Regions from separate parts of the Hordeum vulgare genome. Here region 2 is linked to region 1. A link is a contact called in public Hi-C data. All regions are on one chromosome and are shown on one strand. Each heading gives the region's core, a stretch centred on a gene start, on an enhancer-like site or on the middle of the called end of the contact. The rest is flanking DNA. Distances are from core to core; before and after follow the strand shown.

Region 1 (5,104 bases), core at 840-3,339:
CCTTGGGGTACGCGGCCTTGGCCTCCAGGAAGCTCATCGGGCAGATCTCCTCGGCGGCGGCCCTGAACGCCGCCGGCGTGGTCTTCCCGCTGCTCGCCTCGCTGTCGATCAGGCCGACGTCTGCTGCCATGTAGTAGAAGCTGGAGGTGACGTAGAGCTCGGCCTGGCCGGGGCCGCCGCCGCCGTTCCACGCGCCGTTGAAGGTGCAGTTCTTGGCCGCGCATGGCGCGCTGATTCTCAGCGCCCTGGTCACGTCCTCTCTGCACTTTTCGTACGCCGCTCCTTGCGGTGCTGCTATGGCGTCGTATTGCTCTCCGTTGTAGGTGTATTTGCCTTCATTCATTCGATCAAAGGATATATATGCACATCGATCAGATGTTCTTGATTATGTTAGATGTGCCCTGCTTATATCAAACCAAATTAATCAGTGATATATGTATAGTACCATCGTATCCGCGCAGCACGCAGTAGCTGACTGGTCCGTTCTTGGCCTTGAAGATCTCTACCCTTGAAGCCTGTGCGCCGTAGTGCAAGTAGCTGAAATGGTTCCAAAAATTACCAGATGTCAAGCCACTGATTAGCCAAGCCAAGTACTCTTTCGGTAGTGTAATATAAAAAACGCTCTTATATTATGAGACCGAGGAGGTAGTTAGCGGTGCACAAGGCTTTGTAGCATTGCAAAACAACAGAGATGTCGTAAAATAGGAGAAGAGAAATGAGTAACCTGTGAACGTAGACGTTGTAATCTTTTCCTTTGAGGTACTCTTTGGTGACGTATGGGTCCTCCCCTTGAGGCACCGTGGGAGCGGCAGCTGCGGCGTTCGCTGAGATGGCATATGCCATCTGCACGGACCCACCTCCAAGGTCGATCACTGCCACCGTCTTGGAGTAGTCTCCTCCCAGTTTACCCAGCAGGTAATTCAGAGCAACCTACGTACGTACGTACGAGCGATATTAATAATTTGTGTAACAAGCAGTAAATAATTGTTCCACGTGGATATATGGACTGAGTAATTTATTAAGGTCATCTATCTAAGTGGTGTATATATATATATATATACGTACCCATAGGTAAGATCCTTCCTGAGACCCCTTGAGAACATTGATCCAACTGGGATTGTACTGGAATTTGGTCTTGCTGTGGACGGCATCCCTCACCTGTATTTTGTGATTTATTTAGGAATCAGTTCACACAAGTCCACGTACCCGTTTCGAATTTTAGAAACTAATTGGAACGAGTCCATCCGCAGGGGTGAAAGGTAAAAAAAAAAGCAGAGGTGAAAAATAATTACTGCTTCAAGAATTTGCTCTGCCTTGTCATCTCCGATAAGTCTGAGTCCAGCCGTCGCCTGCACATTCCATTGGTATAAAATAAACTTTTGGTCAATTTTTTTGTTCAGGTGTAAATTTCAGCTTCTTTTAGTTGAATCTAATTAAACTTCAGGTTTTTTCCCCAGCTGAATCTAAATTCCAGCTTTGCTGGTACGTAGATGGTGATAGTATTTTTTGTTGATTTGTTATTAGGAACGGGAACGGACCCCTAGTTTAACGGGTGTTTTCTTCATGAGCCAGCGAGGCACGGCGCTCTTGGCCTTCTCCAGCAGGGGTGTGATGGACTTGGCGGCCTCCTGCGGCCGTCCGGCGTACGAGCTCAGCCCCGGCTCCACCTACACCGCACCGCATGCATCATTCACCACCAAATAATTAAAAGGGCTAGCTATCAACAACAACAACAACATACGTGAATATCAGAGTGCACATATGCATATATACCTTGGCGAAGACCTCGATGTCGTCGCCGACGTCGACGAGCTCCATCTTCTTGTCGAACCGGAAGACGTGCACGCGCGTGCCCGTGCTTCCGGCGTCGAAGATCACCGCGTACTTCCCCGGCGCCGCCTTCAGCTCGGGATCCTCCCCGGCAATGGCGCCAGCACCGGCCTTCCGGCTGAGCACCGTCGCATCGGCGGCGAAGGCAGAGCCGGCGAACGAGGACGCCAGGAGGAGGAGGAGGATGCCCAAGCCATGAGCCATGGCGAGCTGGTGGGGTGTGGTCTGGTGGGTGGCTAGTGCGAGTGCTCGAGTGACGAGCCGAAAGGGTGTTAAAAAGGAGGCGGGAATCTTTCATGGACAGCCCCGGGTTTTGGTTGGCCGTGCAGCCGAGTCCCTGCCTTGCGCACTACTGTGTTGCAGTACAAAACAATCCATCTTAGTGTAGGTGATTATATATTACTTGCTGTTTAAATAGATGTATTTAGATCGTATTTTAATTTTACATATACATCCATTTAAACGATAAATAATTTGGATCGGAGGAAATAGTACTGTATCTAAGAGCATCTTTAACACACGCATAAAAATTTCACGCCTAATAAAACATTTAGCGGGCCACTGTAACACTTCTAATGCAGTGTAAATTATGAAGCGCGCACGATCCGGTGTCTAAAACTTGCTGCCCATGATAGCGTTTTTTAGTACGTGTCTAATTATTTTTTAGCGCATGCATTTAACAACCGTAAAAAGAAATAAATTTTTAACACACGGAGCTTTCTTAGACGACTGTTGGGGATGCTGTAAGACTAGTGCATCCATGCATGATGCATCCATCGCTTGTGTGTGTAGATCTCATCGTGAAAAGATGATGATGTGGATGGATGGATGGGGTTGTCGGATCTGAAACATCGATCTACCAAGTTACTGTATGTGCCGCTAGCTAATTCTAATCAACTGTGATCCATCCAAAACAGTCGGGGTCTGGCTCTGGCCCCCCCTCCACGAGTAACACGCTGCATGTTTCAATATCATTGTGGAGGGACCCTACCCGACTTTATCGTACGACGCGGACACATGCATGCGCCTCCAAAAATCATTGCCCTGGCCTCGTCACTCTCTCCTCTCGTCTCGACCTACAAAGCATCGATACAACAGACATTGATACGGTGATTCAGATACGACGATACGGAATATGGCAATATCTAGAAACAACAACACCGTGATACGGCAAGCATATATAAATAATAATAAAATAATATATAATAAAAACTAACATAATAAAATATATGAGATGAGATCAAAATACCGTCTCACTGGTTGCCTAATTACTTCCATACCTTCTTGTTTTTCATTTTAAAAATCGTACTATCAACAATAGGTAACACGGCCAAAACTGCCCCGGTCTTATTTGGACTGTAATACCTAATAACATGATAACATAATATCAACAAATCTTTTAAAGTTAAATTTTTAAGATTGTTAAATGATAAACATATATAAAGAGCAACCTTGGATTACATGAGTGGGCCAAATAATGGAGGGGTACTACTCTTCTTCCAACGTTTTAAAAGTTTTTTCTTGATAACAATATAGAGAGCACAATCTTTATTGAGCTCCTTATTTTCATAATAATAAATATATAGAAACTTTCACCTATAAACATGACGATAATTAAAATCAGCAAGCAATACACAACAATAATGCTCAAATGATGATGGAGAAAGTTAAAAGATGCTATGATTTATAGTTGTATCTTCTTCCCTAGCAATAGGAGGCAGCAACAACATTAGCAAGTAATTTACGCCACAAAAATCAACAAGCAAGCAGCCAAATAGCATCAACAAGCAATTTTATCCAACAAGTAGCATCCTTATCAATCACTTTTATCCAACTACTACATTAGTACAATACACATTTATTATCTCTATGAACAGATCAACGATACATCAAGGCATGAGCAATACTCAACGACGATTCTTTAAGGATACCCGTATCGCTATTTTTCTTTAATTGAAAAAGGCAATACTTAGGAGATACCCGTATCGAATGCGTATCTGGCGTATCGGAGTATCGGCAAAATACTGAACGGCGATACACAGATTTCTGAAGTATCAGGACTCGACCCACGTATGGAGCATCTACGTTGGTTCTTGTACACCCGTTGTCTAAATGTTCATACATATACACCACGGTGTAAAATGATTTCATTTTGATCTTTTCTAATTTTTCAGCAGCCCCTGCCCGTGTACGCAGATTGTCTACACTATCTGACTCTCTCCCTGGCATTAAAAATACTAATAATTATAATGAGCATTTCAAGTACCGCTTCAACGGCTATAACTCAATTTCAAACGACGGGGTACATACTCAGCAAACCCTCGTCGCCTTCCGTCTAAAAAGTCACATATAATTCATATACCATAGAAAATTCAATATCAATTGCATCAATATACTCCCTCTGTCCCGCAATATAAAATGTTTTTGCATGGTAAAACAGTTTGCAGAAACTTATTATATCGTGAGACAGAGGGAATATCAAGCAACAATTGAATCAACACCCCCTCCCCCGCACGCATGCATGTGCTCTCTCCTCTTCCTTCTGCCTCACCTTACGACCAAATCAATCCCCCATTGGTCACTGCCCGTGCTTCACCTCCTCCATTACCTCACCCCTCCCAATAACCCATGCATGCTCTCTCTTCCTCTTCCTACGTTACTCCACATGCAATCCCACCGCATCCTCCCAATCCCTGCTCCTCCTGTCCCAAGAAATGCGATGGCAGCCCACCCCCTTCCCTCCTTGCTCGATCCAGATGGATGACGCACTGCGACACATGACCTAACATCGAGCCTCTCCTTCCCCGTTGGTTTTGGATGGATGCCACATGGTAGCGCTTGGATCACCCACGACATTGTCTTCACGACCTCCACCCCACCCTCTTCATGAAAATGAAGCCTACCTTGCGGGATGGTGCGAGCACTACGACCATGCGGGGCTCGCGCGTTTTCCTCTAGGCTTTCGGATGGTTGCGCGAGAAAGGCTCGGAAAGGGTGGTATGTTTTCCGATGTTGTGGATGATGTATTGCCATTTTTGGACGATGTCTAAATTTAGACAATGCTTTGCATAGCATGATGGATGATGATTTTGCCACTTTGATGTCTAAAGTGGATATACATAACGTGTTAGACATGTTGCTGGAGATGCTCTTAACTTGTATTTCTGTTTCATCATGCGAATGATGGCATTATTCAGTTAACATTCAAACATCTATGATACGAGGAGCATAAGAGTGCTTTGCCACACCAGTTTTTCCTGTAGAGTTTATTTGT
Region 2 (5,104 bases), core at 1,740-4,239, 110 kb after region 1:
GAATCAGATTTTGAAGAATCATGAGGCGAAAAGAACTGGTGCCTGCAATCGGCCGTGGCATGTACACAGGTGCTAGTAATGATATAAATCACGGATATTGATTTTGAAGGTCGAGCTCCATGGAGGTCTTTGAATGCAAAATTCAAAATTCATGAAAATATTTTTTTTTTATATTTCGAAAAATTCCGTAACAAATACAGAGATAGATGAAGGCATAATACACAAGTGTGTAAATTTTTAGGACCAAATACGTTGAAATAAGGCTGTACAAAAAAGGCAAATCTGAGGTTGTTTAACACATGATACTATTCATCCTCTCGGAACATGATTTTATATTTTTATACAGGTTGCATTTCAACGTATTTCATCCTTGTTTAGTTTTATAATTGTTTTCAAAAAATCTGAGGATGAGGCATATGTCTCACATCCTTGTTTAGTTGTATAATTGTTGTAAGATTTTTTTTTTAATTTTGAACTTTTCAAAAAATCGGCCTCGGCCAAAACGCCTTTCTCTATAAATCGTGATTTGTATACTGGTAAGAAGAATGAAGCAATGCATATTCAACTAAACAAACTACATATTGTCTTGAATTCACTCATTTGGAATCTAGCTAGAAAGGGTGCTTTTTAGGTGCCCAGATTTTTTAATTTTTTTGAGGGAAGTGACGAGGTTCTTGGGAAGAAAAGATTTAACAGATTCATTGGTTTTCACAAAGAGAGCAAATCAATATGAGCGCAGAAGCAATCGAGTTTTGCCATTATTAAGCAACAACATGACATACATGATACAACTAGAGGTACATATAGCTAAATTAGCGGAAGCCCTTTGTATTGGTACTGCTCGCCGAGCTCCGCGAGCAGATCGTTTTCCGCCTTGAGTATGTCGCCCATGTTGTCCAGCAGGAGGTACTTGTCCAGCGAGAAGCCCGACTCCGGCGAGATGAGCGCCGCGACGTTTCTCAGGAACTCCTCGTCTAATGGGGCAAGGGGCTCCCACTTTTGTCCCGACGTCAGCAGCGGCTTCTGAGGTCGCCGCCTCACGACCTTCATTTTCTTCTTCTTCATCGTCATCCTCCTCTTCTCCCCTCTTGCGGGCGTCGGCGACTTCGCCCCCGCCTCCGTGTTCTCACACGATGAACTCGCCATGATTCTTCTCCCGTCCTTCTTCCGCTGAGAAGATTGGTCTGCTCTGCTGGTTTCGCAGACTTGCGTGCTCGCCGGCACCGGTATAAATACAGCAAAAATAAGAGATCGATGATTCATTTCTTGGCTAGGGGAGCAGTTCGTTGTATCCGACTCGTATTCAGTCCACGGTTCCGGTTCCTACTCCCGCATGGTCGACGCATCGGTTGGGATCCTAATTGGGACGGCCCAATGGTAGGTTATTTTATAGTATTTTTATGTATATTGTCTATAAGGACGTTACTGCATCAAAAAGAAAAGTATAATGGCTCTGCATCTAGTCTAGTTGCTGAAGCGTGTGCGTCGAACAGCTTCCCCATCGCTTAGTGACAGTTCATGAAATCGTGTGCGATGACCATTTCTATGGATTTTTTTTGCATGATAATATGTGTCTCATTTATATCATAATGAAAATAATACAAGACCATTGTTGTGGATTATAACAACACATATACACAGCCAAATACAAACCCTACGGTCTTGGTCACAATATAGTGGTACAGGTGTCCATTAGGACATATGTCCGTGTGTTGCAACGGAAAAAAAATTAATTTGTATTTGCAAGCACAACACGTCATGCTCCGCTACGAAAGAACGCTAGTTACCACATGACCAAAACGACCATCGATGCATCACTACATCCAGAGAGTGTCACCACCTGCAGGGAGGCGCACGTCAAAGCCTTCAACAAACGCGGGGACTATGTTACTCCCTTTGTCAGACATTATTAGGCTGGTGGACCACTTAGCCTCAGCCGGACATTAATCATGAAGTGAGCCTTAGCGCAGATGGTAAAGATATCTTCAACGTGACGATGTGGCGTTGTGGCTCCCTGGCCCAGATCTTCCCACCAATGAATAGTAAAATCGACAAAAAATAGAAAAAATGATTTTTTTTTTTGGAGTGCAAGATGTTCCTTTGGGTGATGTCAAAAACTGCTTGGAGCTGATTTTTATTTTTTTTTGCCAGACGCTCCTCGAATGTCCAAATACCTCGAAATTTTGCAGACATTTTAGCATCTTATGAGCCAAAAAGGATTCAGATTTTTTTGATATTGTGCTTTTCACCGGATGCAGATGAGCCGGGGACCATTTTGATTATTATTATGGCTAATCTAGTTTAAATGTGTCATTGTTCATGTAGCCCACAATCATTTTTTCTTTTATTGTTTGAACACACCACGTCCTTCATTTCTTTTAAAGGTTTCCTTGCATGTCTGCTCGTCGTGCAGTTCATTCCTTTTAATTGTCATTCCTTTTAATTGTCCGCTTTTAGCATCCATTTTTAACTGTCTTGCTGATATTCCAAGCAAACCGCAAGGTATATAAACCGGTAGGGATCTATCTAAAGAGGCAAGGTGGGTTTATTTAACATAAAATATTGATGTCGAGTTATTTTTAAAAAAACAGCCTCAACTTTATTAATTAGAGATAATTGTTACATCGTCTATTAAAAAAGATACAATATTTTCCAAAGGCTCCTCAATCCACTCACTCGTATCAGAACTCTTTGCTAATCTAGCAAGCTCATGTGCTACTTCGTTCGCTTCTAGTAAAAAAAATTCAGAAGCCATAGAAAAACAATCCTCAAAGGTTGCAGCCGCCGCTCCCGCATAGTACCCTCCCTTGTTCATTGTTTCAATTACTTCCGAGAATATTGATGTAGAGTTGGTTAGTGCAGTTGCCTTACCCTGGACATGGAGTATTGAGTTTAATCTTCCATAAATACATATTTTTGTACACGTTGTTCGTGGCCCATGGCAGACGGCCCAATATTGTAGCGAAGCCCAGCAGTGCAGCAACCTGACATGGTACGATAGATGGTGAGGTGTATGCGTGCTAGCAACGTAAGAAAACGGCCAGGGAGAGGCAATGTATGTACAATATTTTTAACCATGGATTCAAGCTCGTAAAATTTTGAGACTTTTCCATAAAACTGTATGACAGACTAAGAATACATATTTTCTTAATTAGTAGGTATAGATGCGGCAAGTGGATTGTTTCCTGGTTTTGGGAAGTTTCCATAAGCTTTTCAGACGGTTTTTCATTTTTTCTATTTTGGGGTTTTCCTGTACCAATCTTGTCTATTTTTTATTTTCTACTTATTTTCATTTTGCTTTATTGCATATTCTTTTACTTTTTTTCATTTTCCTTTTTCTATTTAATTTTGGCAAAACACGAATTGTTTCAATTTTATGATACTTTTTTTAATTGAGGAACTCCTTTTCGAACTCGTTTTTTCAAGTTCATCATTATTATTTTTTAAAATTATCACCTTTTTAAAAAATATATGAACTATTTTTAATGTTTGTGAACGCTGTCTCAAAATTGATGAACTTTTTTCCTAAATGCTGAAGTTTATTTTAAAACTGATGAACTTATTTTAATATTTGATGATCTAATTTTAAAACCGGAGAATGTTTTTGCAAAATAGACGAACTGTTTTTCTAGCATATGTACCTTTTGAAAATTCATGAACTTTTTTTCAATTTTTGGGCTTTTTTTAAAAGTTGATGAGCTTTATTCAAAATCGTGAAATATTTTCCATCTATGTGCAACCTCTTTTTTCAAAATCATGAACATTTTCGAATTGATGAACTATTAACAGAGATTATACGCATGACCTTTTTTGAATTCGCAAACTTTTTGTTGAAATATCTGCATTCTATTTGATTTTCTGATTATTATTTTCAAGCTAGCGAGCGTGCTCGTGGGCTCACCCATGCTAGCAATGGTGCGAGCTGGCACTGGCGCAAAACGCGTCAATTAGGAAGAGCAACTAATTAAGGAGTACTCGTCCGAGAGCCTCTCGAAGGGTCCATTGCCACGTGTCGTACTCTTGGTGTTTCCTTTGGATTTTTTTCTATACATATTTATGTCTGGAATTTTGGCTTTAAGATGATTTTGTTTTCCGGGTTTTTTTGGCTTTTCCGTTTACCCCCGATTTTTCTTACAATTTAGACCCAAAAATAAGATTTTAAAGAAAAATCACAAAAAAATGCATTTTCTCTTTCTTTTTTCCTACCCTGAGAGACATGGATTTGCTTCTCTTAGAGGCACATGTGCCTCCTGAAAAAGCAAAAAAAATGTTTTTTCCTTCCGCGAGGCAAGGTCGTGCCTCTCAGAAAAGAAAAAAGATCCATTTTTCCTTTCACGGAAGTACGGATTTGCTTCCCTGAAAGGCCTAGTCGTGCATCTTGAAAAAGGAAAAATGCATGTTCTCATGAAGGAAAACAACGTGGTTTTAGTTTGGTTTTTTTGTTTGATTTTTTCGTGAAAAAAAGTCCAACGAAACATATCAACATGTGGTCTAGTTTTTAAGATCTCGACGCATGGAATCTAACGGCAAAACCAGTTCTAGATTTGGACGTAGGTTTTGAGAGATAAAATGTTTTGAATAAACAAATCTGCGAAAAAGGAAAAACCCTTAGGTTGCTACAAGTGACGCACATGCAGTTGAAGACTTGTCGCACCCTGGGTTGGGGGAGTGATCTTTGCCAAGAGTAGTTTTCAATTAGTGATTTCGCTAATTAGAAGCTCGCATCATCTCCGATGCGAGCACTAGTGGATCAGCCCATGTGCGCTCATATGGGTTTTTTGGAGCGGCTTTTGGAAGCTTCTATGGAGCTGTTTAGACAAATTTGAAAACCTTTCATTCATTTTTTATGTGTTCACTATATAGATTTACATGGACTAAAGTAAAATGTAGATTTACATTATTTTTTCCCTTAGTTTTCTTTGTGTGTTTTTATTCATTTTTTGAATACACATGGAATTTTTGGAAATACAGTTCGAATATTTTTTGTTTACATGTTATTTCTTTTATACACGTTGATGATTTTTGTAGACACATTTAAGTGTTTTCCAAAATAAACAGTATTGATTTGTCAAATGAACATTGGATTTCTTATGAATATAAGGTG

Evidence for each region. A called contact is a pair of places that touch in the nucleus more often than the background predicts.
Region 2: a contact with region 1 is called in a Hi-C map of seedling, with 4 times the contacts expected there. The contact joins the enhancer-like site here to the promoter of LOC123449952 in region 1. A contact is called at or near these places in 3 of 6 Hi-C or Micro-C datasets (leaf and seedling).

What each region holds. Positions count from the first base shown.
Region 1 is chr4H:600,704,039-600,709,142 of MorexV3_pseudomolecules_assembly, forward strand. It overlaps LOC123449952 (probable apyrase 3), which reads right to left and starts at 2,090. Exons shown (of 7, transcript XM_045127333.1): 1 at 1,774-2,090; 2 at 1,539-1,667; 3 at 1,293-1,349; 4 at 1,066-1,158; 5 at 725-930; 6 at 446-537; 7 at 1-333. The coding sequence starts at 2,034.
Region 2 is chr4H:600,809,567-600,814,670 of MorexV3_pseudomolecules_assembly, forward strand. No RefSeq gene overlaps it. Among protein-coding and RNA genes, the nearest start is that of LOC123449955, 26 kb to the right of the region's middle. Within about 2 kb of position 2,990, at least 1 of the 3 cell types and tissues checked has open chromatin away from gene starts, as enhancers often do. A contact at or near this core is called in seedling, where this site is marked.